Regions from separate parts of the Zea mays genome. Here all the other regions are linked to region 2. Evidence: chromatin contacts called from public Hi-C data. All regions are on one chromosome and are shown on one strand. The core of a region is the stretch at or near the end of the contact, and the rest is flanking DNA. Distances in the headings are between cores, read along the strand shown.

Evidence for each region. A called contact is a pair of places that touch in the nucleus more often than the background predicts.
Region 1: a contact with region 2 is called in a Hi-C map of endosperm, with 2.1 times the contacts expected there. The contact joins the promoter of LOC103635614 here to the promoter of LOC103635613 in region 2. A contact is called at or near these places in 6 of 25 Hi-C or Micro-C datasets (ear, endosperm, leaf and 1 more).
Region 3: a Hi-C map of tassel shows a contact between it and region 2, with 2.9 times the contacts expected there. The contact joins the promoter of LOC100272302 here to the promoter of LOC103635613 in region 2. A contact is called at or near these places in 2 of 25 Hi-C or Micro-C datasets (leaf and tassel).
Region 4: a Hi-C map of leaf shows a contact between it and region 2, with 6 times the contacts expected there. The contact joins the promoter of LOC100282267 here to the promoter of LOC103635613 in region 2. A contact is called at or near these places in 7 of 25 Hi-C or Micro-C datasets (bundle sheath, ear, endosperm and 2 more).

Annotation. Positions count from the first base shown.
Region 1 is chr8:102,696,954-102,699,653 of Zm-B73-REFERENCE-NAM-5.0, forward strand. It overlaps LOC103635614 (putative receptor-like protein kinase), which reads left to right and starts at 1,340. Exons shown (of 7, transcript XM_008658026.2): 1 at 1,340-1,522; 2 at 1,601-1,767; 3 at 1,853-2,144; 4 at 2,276-2,492. The coding sequence starts at 1,615.
Region 2 is chr8:102,550,398-102,553,230 of Zm-B73-REFERENCE-NAM-5.0, forward strand. LOC103635613 reads left to right here and starts at 1,256. Exons shown (of 4, transcript XM_020543428.3): 1 at 1,256-1,634; 2 at 1,748-2,546; 3 at 2,680-2,833. The coding sequence starts at 1,763.
Region 3 is chr8:102,786,495-102,789,194 of Zm-B73-REFERENCE-NAM-5.0, forward strand. LOC100272302 (soluble inorganic pyrophosphatase) reads left to right here and starts at 1,406. Exons shown (of 7, transcript NM_001146788.1): 1 at 1,406-1,695; 2 at 1,793-1,821; 3 at 1,985-2,158; 4 at 2,259-2,324; 5 at 2,408-2,528; 6 at 2,670-2,700. The coding sequence starts at 1,536.
Region 4 is chr8:102,335,290-102,338,001 of Zm-B73-REFERENCE-NAM-5.0, forward strand. It overlaps LOC100282267 (actin 1), which reads right to left and starts at 1,368. Exons shown (of 5, transcript NM_001155179.2): 1 at 1,009-1,368; 2 at 1-65. The coding sequence starts at 54.

The sequences.
Region 1 (2,700 bases), core at 90-2,589, 150 kb after region 2:
GAGGACGCGCAGCTCCGGTCTTAAGGCGCCGACACGCAGGTCCCCCATGTCGGCGCGCGTGAGGCGCGGTTGGGCCGTGGGAAGGACTGGGGTAGTGGGCCGGCCGGATTCGGCCCAGCCGCAAGGGCTCATCCTCTTTTCTTTTTTATTTTTATAATTTCTGTTTTATTTCCAAATCAAAGATTCAAACTAAATTCAAATTGTGGCTTTGAATTTTCAGTCTTGCAAATTTACAATAGAATTCTAATATGAATATAACTCCTACTGTTTGCATCAATTATTTATTTTCGTTCCTATTATTTAATTACAGAAGGGATATTTAATCTCCATTGGAATTTTCTTTCTAGATTTTAATTCTCTTTTCTCTATTTTTTTTCCTTTTGAAATTTGAATTCAAGTAGGGTTTAAATCTTCAGATTTCCATTAAGATGCACCTCATACAAAAACACCAGCATGCTATGCAAGATTTTTTTTCTATTTACTTTACATGTGATCTCCAAATGCAAGCACATTCATATAGGAATATTAGCTCCCCTTCTTATTAAAAGTTGGGTATTACAATTTCGTAACTGCCTACTCGGACGACGCAGGCATCTGACTGGTCAAATCATATATCACACTCCTTTTATTTCGTAACTTGGTACTGGGATGCAAGGAATGGTTCTTTCATATTAGAACTGCTATATCTCTGTCCAAAATATATGAATGTAAATTTATCTTTAAATTAAATTAAATTTATAAGAAATACAATATTTATATTGCAAAATTAGTATGATTGATATAGTATGAAACATATGTATTTCCATATATTACCTTTATAATGTGATAGATATTAGTACCTTTCTTTTGAACTTGATCAAAATTAATATAATTTGACAAACTCCCATCACTTATATTTTATTTGAAGATGGAGGGAGTATATGTATACAATATAATAGTATTAAAAGGAGCCGCGTGGGTTCACGGATACAGTCTAAAGAAATATGCATAGATCATTAGATTTTATAATTAATGATATAATGGTCTAGATCGAACAAAAAATATATCAAAATAACAAACTAAAAAAATACAGAAATAGAAATTTTTTGAAACAAAGATGAAAGATCATATATAAATATGTATGAGAGAACTAGTCAAGGTGATAGTTGCACTTCGTGGCTGAGCATATTCTGACAGCTCATTATTTATGGAGTGATGATATATATAGATGCAGGAGTAACATGCTCGCATCTGAGTCGAATCGTTTAAGGATTGGAGTCAACTCAACTAAACATTGTTTAGCAATAATTTTCAGTTGTGTACTCAAATATATATACAAATGTGCATGCACATGGATAGTAAGCTCCATCGGCCCGCATCATGCGCATGTCGTGCACATTACAGTAATCGCGTATTCCAGCTGCTATATATGTGTATATATACGGCTCTCCCTAGCTCGCTCCCATGGTCGCACAAAGTTGGCACTCGATCCGTTCTAGCTGCTGGTTCTTCCTACGCTAGCTTATTCATATATAATTTGCAGGTCAGTTGATTTCTTTCTCTTTTTTTTTTCTTTGCGAATTCGTGCGTGAAACCTTTTCTAACTATCCATGAATTGAAGAAGGATTATTGGAGATGGAAATGCAGTCGACGGCCGCTGGAACTTTGGCACAATCGCAGGCTGCAGCAGCTGGGACTGGGAATAGCTTCACGTACGCGGACCTGCACGCCATCACGGATGGTTTCTCTGATGAAATCGGCCGTGGTGGTTTCGGAGTGGTTTATCGGGTATGATGATCTGAACCACACATCGATCTCACGCACTCATCATGCATGCATGTGCATGTTTCAAACCCTCCTCGCTCGATCGCAGGGGAAACTGCCGCAGCCTGATGGGGAAGAGGTCGCCGTGAAGAGGCTGACGACGACGACGGACAACAACAACCCCAAGCAACCGGCCGGCGACGACGATGATGAGCAGTTCGAGAAGGAGCTCGGAGCGGTCAGGAGCATCCAGCACGAGAACATCGTGGAGTTCGTTGGCTACTGCAACGGGTATACACCGTCGTCCACTGTTCTGCCTGACGGACGCCCTGTCTACAGAAAGATAAGAGCCCTCTGCTTCAAGTACATGGAGAAGGGAAGCCTGAGGAAGCATGTCGCTGGTGTGTGGTCTTTTAATCGATCTGCTCCAAGCATGCTGCTAATCATTTTATATACCATCTGTTTATAATTAGTAAATATATCTGCTTATATCATGCAAGCCTCATTGCCTTGCACGTACGTACACAAACAGATGAATCACTTGATTGGCAGTCACGCTATGAGATCATCAAGGGGGTCTGCGAGGGTTTGAACCACCTCCACAGCAAAGGCATTGTTCACAGGGACTTGAAGCTTGACAACATACTCCTGGACGGTGCCATGAAGCCGAAGATTGCGGATTTTGGTCTGTCGAGATTCATGGGCGCGCAAGAAACCACCCGGATCACGAGAAACATTGTAGGGACGTTGTAAGTTTTTTTTTCTCGCTCTCTCTCTATATATAGCGCGCTATGGCTATAAATACTTTTAATTTACATGAAGAGCTATTTTGGAAACCCTATTTTTTCAAAAAATTTCAATTTTCTTAAGAGGCAGTAGTTCATTTTCCCTTAAAAAATAGAAATCCCTTGGAAAAAATGAATTTTCCAAACTAGTCCGAAATATAGGATAAGTGGT
Region 2 (2,833 bases), core at 6-2,505:
ATTGAAAAGTTTATAATTCACTGGAAAAAAACATTTGAAACAGTTAGTAGAGTATCATGGAAAATGAATATTCATAGTAGGTATGTATGAGGGGGAAAAGAATGAAGTTTGGGGGAAAAATATAAATTTTCCTTAGGAAACTGGAGGCCCTCCTAGATTGGAAAAGTATTCTGCCCGTCATATTTACTAATTATTTTAAAAAACTTTACATAATGCACAAACGTTGAATTATTGAATAAGAACAGTAGAACATTCATTAATAAAAAATCAGGTAATGCACAAATATTAAATTAAATAAGATTTATAGAAAGTTGACTCAATGAACGGGATGATGGTTTCAGGTGACAAGGCAGAGCCGATTTTGCTGTGTCAACAACTGTAGCGCGCGCGGGAAACAAAGAGATGGACGATAGGGGCATGCATCACGATGACATCCGGACGGGGCGAGCCAGTGCGACCCGATGGCTTCCTGACTCCTGAGGAACGATGCTGCAGGGGCGATGGGGACGGAGGTGCGAATGGTGGAAGCAGTTAGCTTCGGAAAAGACGTCGAAATAGGAAGCATTCTGCGTTCGGAAAAGAAAGCGACGCTGAGGCAGCCTATCATCCGCGAGACTGGGATTCCGTCTCACGCGAACTCTTCTTACTTCCTCCCGGAGCATAGCACCTCCTGGAGAACTCGAGGAGTATTCCCTTCTAGAGAACTCGATGCTTGTACGATTCAAAAAAGGCAGACAAACAGTAAACAACAGATGGACGGTAGAATCAGCTCCATGGCTGTACGAACTAACGGCTAAGAAAATTATGACGACGTGTCCACCATATCTTGCGATGAATGGGCCCTGCTTTAATATATAGAAACTAGTACTTGCCGCGCGCGTTGCGTGCTTCTGGCCCTGGTAATTGCTATTCTTAGCAAAGTAATTTCATTTGGACTTTTGTGCCAAGAACGCATTGGAAAAAATCTCCTTAGACTCCAGCACACCGATAAGGATGTTCAGGGTCTTATCAATTCTCGCTTAACTCTTATATGACAAAAAAGAGCAACAATATGAGTGTAACCATATAAAGACTAAATATATCTACTTATCATGTACACCGTCTACTTATCATGTACATCGCCTAAGGGACAAAATTTATGGTACCTGAGAAATAACCATAACACCGCTAGAATCGGCTGAGGATCCTCGTGGATGAGTGAGGATCCTCGTGCAGAAATAACCATAACATTCTTTTATGTTTCTGCAACATGTTTATCGGCTTTGGCGGCATACGTTCCGCTTCTTATTCTTTTTCTGTTCTTCTTTTTTGTCTTTATACCTAATGCGAAGCGTCTTGAAGCGACGGCAGCTCCACGCGCTGGCATAGCCGTCTGTTCTCAGCAAACCCACCCGTCTGTTCTCGTCGTGGCGGCCGCCCTGTCCCCATTCCCCAATCCCTGTCGCCGTGTCCCTAATCCGGCTCCGACAATCCCACGCCCAGCAGTCCAGCTCCAGCACCACCAGCGCCGCCCTGCCCCACGCGGCCACACCCAGGACCCAGCGGCCAGCACTACTGCCAGGCTGGCAGCGCGCGGAGGTCCAGCGCCAGCCGCCAGCACCAGGCTTCCAGGTCTCTAGTGACTCGATCTCAAGGTACTCAGCGCGCTGGCAGCCGATCTAGGTCTCTATGTGTCCTTTGAGTCTTCTCTCCGTATAAATTCATCATAAAAGCTCAAGACCTAGATCGGCTTTTCCCCCTTGTTCAGCAAAGGCGTTTCGGGATGTTTATCATGGATCGATCGATCATGGCGGATGGGGAGACATCGGCGGAGGAAAAGAGGAGGTGGACGGGGCCACCAGAGGCGCAGGAGTTGGAGGAGACAAAGAGGAGGCGGACGGGGCCACCAGAGGCGCAGGAGTTGGAGGAGCGCCTGGACTCTCTCAGGGACAAAATTGCGGCCGCAAGTCTTGTCGCTGGCAGCCGATTCGGCGAGGAGCAGCGACGGTCCTTGTTGCAGGAGTGGTTGCGCCTCGCATCTGCCAAGTTGGATCTGGATCTCTCAGGCATAAGCGAGTTTGACCTATCAGCAGAGGCGTTGCCTTGGTTGATGCCGCCGGAGGAGGCAGACAAGAGGACGACGCACACGCGGCAAGAGGCGCAGGAGTTGGAGGAGCGCATGACCTGTCTGCGGTTGCTATTCGAGGACGCAGCAGATGACAGAATTCTCGCCAGAAGGGAGCTTGGAGCAGCAGCCGACGAGTTCCTGCTCCGCTTGACGACGCGTCAACAGGCCTTGACGCGCGAGTACTCGCGCCTCGCCAACCTGAAGAGGCCTCTGGATCTCTCCGGCATGACTGAGGCCGACCGGGCGGCGGAGGCAGAGAGGCTGAGGGAGGAGAAGCTGCAGAAGGCGCGTCAACTCCAGGACCAGGGGGACATGAGCGGCGCCCGCGAGTGTGAAGGTCTGGCACGCATCATCGACTTCGATGTCAAGCAGGGCGGCGAATACCTCAACAGTATCTGCTGTGTCGGCAACATCTACACCTTCGACCACACAGAGGAGTGTAAGTTCCTCAAGCAGTCACAGTAATTCTTAACTGACTCATGTTCTTGACTGCATGTCAGCATGTGTGATTTGTTCCTGCTTATTGGTTCCATTATATATATCATTAGTTCATTACATGTGCTTCCTCACAGCGCCCGTTGGTCCGATGAGATTTACCAACAGACCCTGGCAAGACAAGATGTGTGTGAATTGTGCGTCGATAAACATCCTATCTGTCAAGATTGCATGCTCGGATATCGACTTCCCCATCCAAGTCTATGGCACCGTTGTTGCCAGGGACTGCAT
Region 3 (2,700 bases), core at 156-2,655, 240 kb after region 2:
TTCAGCTACCTCTGTCTGAACAAGCTTATGAGCAGTATCTGGAGCTAAATGAAGCCTGAGAACAAATCACTGTAATCAATGCAAAGGACAATTAGAAAATCATTTGGGGTTCAGAGATTTTTTCTACAAAAAAGACTTACAGGCATCTTATGGGGCGTATCCAGGTTCATCACATATTCAAATCGCTTTGGAAAAGTAAATGTCAACCAAAGCATAAAGTTTTCTATTGGTTATGGCTGAAAAACAGACTGAACACAAGGAATATGCTAAGGAGGAAAAACATGACACTTGAGTCATACACGTGCGAGAACTGTATCTGGCAAAAAGAGGAAACACTCTAACATCTCTTCCTCAGATGATACTTTGCTAAGGCCTACTGGAATTCCATTGGTTTGACGCCTCCTATAATTGCTAATCCCGAGGAGACTTCGGCAAATCTCAAACAGCAACTTAACGTTCCCTTCTCTATGGAGATAGTTATCCTCATGACATAGAGCATATGGAAGTGACGAAATGCATGGTTATTTCAGAACACAAACCCAACGGTGCAGCAATGCAAGCATGAATTCACAAAGGAATTACTTCTGGTCACCCATAGAGCACGGGGAATATTCGATTCCTCCATTTCTAACTATCTACAGCAATGACAGTCCTAATTAACCCTTCCTTTGTGTAATTTGGCTAACTGTATACTCTAAACTGTAATTTTCCAGTAATAATAAATTTTCGAGTAGGGGTCCCCTCCTGTTCTCTCTAAAAAAAGCGCTCACACAATGCACACCGGACTTGAGTTCCAAAGTTGAAGAAGCCCGCCGGTCGACAGGACGACACACGTACGTTGGCACCAAAAACCCGGTACTGATCACGAACATGTTCCAGCCATCTTTTCCTTCCTTTATTATGCTTATTATTATTACTTAACGATATGTGCGAATCATGGCATGGTCACGATCTCTCCTGAAAGAGTGTGCATCACGCGATACCCAAAAGGCTTCGAACAGGGTACTTGCTGATATTTTGACTTTTGAGAGAGCATCACGGTACCAGGGTGGGTTCGGATGCGCCCCCGCACGGTGCGCCGCGTTTCCGGGTGACCCGACCCGATAGGCGGCAGTGGTAGTGGGGAAACAGCTCGCGACTCGGAGCGGTGGCGGTGACGCCATTGACGCGGGAAGCGATGAAGTTTCCAACGCCAGCGCGGCACCGCATCGGCACCGAGACCCACGTGCAGCCTACGCCTCAGTCACGTCGACCAGGCCCCCACCCACACCTCCCCCACCACCACCACACCACGCACTGGCCTCCGGCGCTCGCTCGCTCGCTCCCCTGTCCCCTCTGGCCTCCTCTGCTCTCTCTCTCTATATATATGCGCGCGGGCCGCGGCAATGTTTGCCCCATCCGACCAGCGTTTACTCCTAACTAGTTTGCCGATCGAGCCCGGGCGACGTGAGATACGAGCGGCGTCGACCGGCGCCGGCGAGCCTCCGCAGCCGCAGCCGCCCGATCTGGGTTTTCTTTCGTAGCGGTAGCGGAAGATGAGCCAGGACCAGGAGAACGGAGGCACCAACGGGCAGCACGCCGCCGACGTGATGGAGGTGGAGCCGAAGCGCCGGGCGCCGCGGCTGAACGAGCGCATCCTGTCGTCGCTGTCGCGGAGGTCCGTCGCCGCGCACCCCTGGCACGACCTCGAGATCGGTGAGCCTCTTCCTCTGACTTGTTCGGGTCGAGGAGATAGATATGTAGCGCGCTATAATAACCGACGCCTTCGCCTTCGTTCGTCTCTGCTCTGCAGGTCCTGAAGCTCCGGCCGTCTTCAACGTCGTAAGTATCTGACGAATCCCATTCCCCAGACCCCTCACCCCAGCAAGCAAGCAAGCAAGCAGCCAAAGTTGTTCTCGATCGACATGTGTGAATATGGAGCGTGTCTGACGATCCTTCCGGTGCGCGTCCGTCCGTCCGTTACGTACGTGGTGCCGACGAGCAGGTCGTGGAGATCACCAAGGGGAGCAAGGTGAAGTACGAGCTGGACAAGAAGACGGGGCTCATCAAGGTGGACCGGATCCTCTACTCGTCCGTCGTCTACCCTCACAACTACGGCTTCGTGCCCCGGACGCTCTGCGAGGACAACGACCCCATGGACGTCCTCGTGCTCATGCAGGTCAGCTGACTCGTCCTCGCTGTCCAACCAAGTCGTCTCAGCCTTCATTATTAGCTCGGCCATCTTTTCAATAATTAATAATAACATCTGCATCTAGCAGGAACCCGTCCTTCCCGGCGCCTTCCTCCGCGCCAGGGCCATCGGCCTCATGCCTATGATAGATCAGGTAGGCCGCCCGAGACGGACCAATAATCCCCACTCCCCATATCTAGAGTCTTTTACTTACCAAGCAAAGCGCTGGAATTGCAGGGAGAGAAGGACGACAAGATCATCGCCGTCTGCGCCGACGACCCCGAGTACCGCCACTACAACGACATCAGCGAGCTCTCCCCTCACCGCCTCCAGGAGATCCGCCGCTTCTTCGAAGACTGTACGCGCTTGCTCTCTCTCTACATATATCTCGCTGCTCCGTGATGCTCGCTAGGTTTCCGCGCGGTCCTTGCTGGATCGGACGCTCCTCCCTTCAACTGACCGTGTGGTTGTTTTGTTTCCTGCTCTGGCCAAATTCCAGACAAGAAGAACGAGAACAAGGAGGTGGCCGT
Region 4 (2,712 bases), core at 118-2,617, 210 kb before region 2:
GACCATTCCAGTGCCATTGTCACATACGATAGGCTGGATATCCTCGTCAGCCATTCTCAACTATTCTGTAACAGACCAAAGTTCAGCGTTCAGTACACATTCATAGAAAAATGCAGTTATGCAGCCTGGTCGGGGAATCAAAATACACTTTCTGCTCATGGTTTAAGGGAAAAGCTTTATGTTTTGATAATTGTCTGTCGTTTAATTGTGACTTCTATGCATAGGGAAAAGCTTTATGTTTCTACAGCAGTACAGCAGCCTTAAAATACCAAAGATCTAAGTATTCGAGCGTATAGATGTAGATGCGGAGTCAGAGAAATTCTGCTCCCCGATGATCTCAGTTTTCTACAAAATAAAGCGGATATCACCATTGGTCACACACAACTTCATAGGAAAATAATTCCTTTTGGGATATTTTTTCCCATCTGGCCTTGCTGCTGCTGTGGCCCGAAGCAATAAAACCAGCACTATCCTGCTCTATCAACATATGCTTGGTGGAACTCTGCTTGACGGACATTTCTAATCAAAAAAATTACGCCTCCTACTTACTACCCTGGCAACTAGAGGTCAACGGGGAACCAACAAGCTCAGCGGACAGCGGTTTCTACGATTTGTTTTTGGTTTTTGGGCAGCGAGTAAATTCGTAGCTTGTTATTTGAAAAAAAAAATCATATAATAGGAGACACCACTGGCAGCAAAGTCGGGTACTGTCGGCACTGCGCCATAGCACAATCCAAACATAGCTAGCCAGCATGCCTTAGCATAATCCTACCATCCCAGCAAAGTTCGAATTCCTTTACCCTTGCAGCAAATCACCACAAACCAAACAGAACCGCGGAAAAATCAGCAGCGCGCCAGACGTAGAAACCACAAAAAAAAAAAGTTACCGGACAACACCAGTCAAAGGCCTGGTGACTGGTGACTTGGTGAGGCGATCTGTCGGGAGATTAGTACGATTCCGCGGAGACAGAGAAGATGAGATCGAAGAGCAAGAGGGAGAATAATCACCTGCTCGAAGAGGTGGCGGCGATCGATGGCTTCGGCAGTTGGGCCTCTCTGGAATCCGGAGAGACTCGATCGATCGGCGAGTGTGACGCAAGGACTTTCGAAAGGAAGCAAGCGAAGACAAAAGGAAACGCACGGACGGCCCGGCGTGACGGGCGGGGTTTATACCACACGCCGCCGCATTTTCTTCGAAGAGAAAGAAAGGGTACTACTCCCGTCCACTGCACCGCCCGTAGAAAACGGCCGGTGCTGCGAGCGTGACGGCCGTGGGGACTGGTCCCGTACCTTTTGCTCCCCAGCCGCGGCACGTGTCGTTCTCGATCGACACGTCGGAGCGTACCCGCAGCTTGAGACGTGCAGGACTCGTCTCTGTGTCTCTGGGCCGGCCTGATGATACCGGCGGACAATGGGACAAAGGGACCGAAAGCCTCTCCAACGGTCTAGTGCAGCCGTCGCCGTCGTAGGAAACTTTCGGTGCCCAAAGTAGTGTTAGAAATTTAGGTGTTTTAAGTTGAGTTTTTTTTTAGGTAGTGCTCTCAGTTTTATTGGTATTGTTATTTTTATTATTAGTTGTGTTTTTAGTTTTATCTTTTCAGTGCTATAGAAATTAGAACATAAGGGTAAACTGAGAAAAAAATACAACTAAAGATAAAAATAAGGACATCCGCAAAACCGATGGCACCACTTTAAAAAACCCTTTTAAGTTTTAATTTATTCTAAAAACAGTATAATATAGGTGATGACATTTATGTGCATGTGTGTATAATTATTTATATAAGCAGTAAACATCAATAAAACATATAAAAATACGAAAAACAGAATGTACCCTACGGAGGGACCGATGCTCAAGTCATCAGTGGCTCCATTCACATGAGACACCTCGTGTGTATGTTCGATGTAGCCGTACAAAGTCGATGCAGGAAGATGTGCGTCGTGCAGTCACTCGGACGGTCGTCAGAACCGGGGAAGACGACGAAGAACAGGAACAGATCACGAGAGAAGTTGCGAATACGCTTCCCAAAAATCTGAAATCGCCCGCACACTCGTGCAAGTACATCTCTGCGAACTGCGATTTCGGAGGCCTGCTCTCCCACTCTCTATGTGCTCACAGAAAATAGTACGTGGATATATTGTTTGCAATTCACGAGAGATGATATCGCGTATAACGGAAGAGAGTCCTCCCTCTCAATTCTTATAGATCGTCAGAAGGGGGAGAAGGACAACGAACAGAAACAATCGAGCCATTAGATTTGAAAACTGACGATAGTAAGCCACGAGCCACGGCCCAACCCGGCCGGTGGTGGCGGCGCGCGTGTGTGGCAGTCCTTCATCCTTTTCTCAGCTTCTCAATAGATGCACCAACTGTCCACTTTTTAAAGTTGATCGATTTGTCAATTAAACTTTCAATATGGTGCTAATTTATTAGTACATCATATCATTTTAAGTGGGTCATTAGCATTGATTATTATTGAATATTAATGGGCCATGCCCACATTTATCCAATAATCCCCACCAAATGCTAAGTCACACGAAAATGCTCTCATCATCTCAAACGTTGATATACTGGTGTTTCGATGGAGACTGTGAAGTTGAACATCCACCTAGAGCATATAATACACTTAACCACAACTGCACAATGGACTAAACCTTGAATTGGTAGTTTTGTGTGGAATGTGTTTCATCTAAACTCTTTACCACTACTAGATT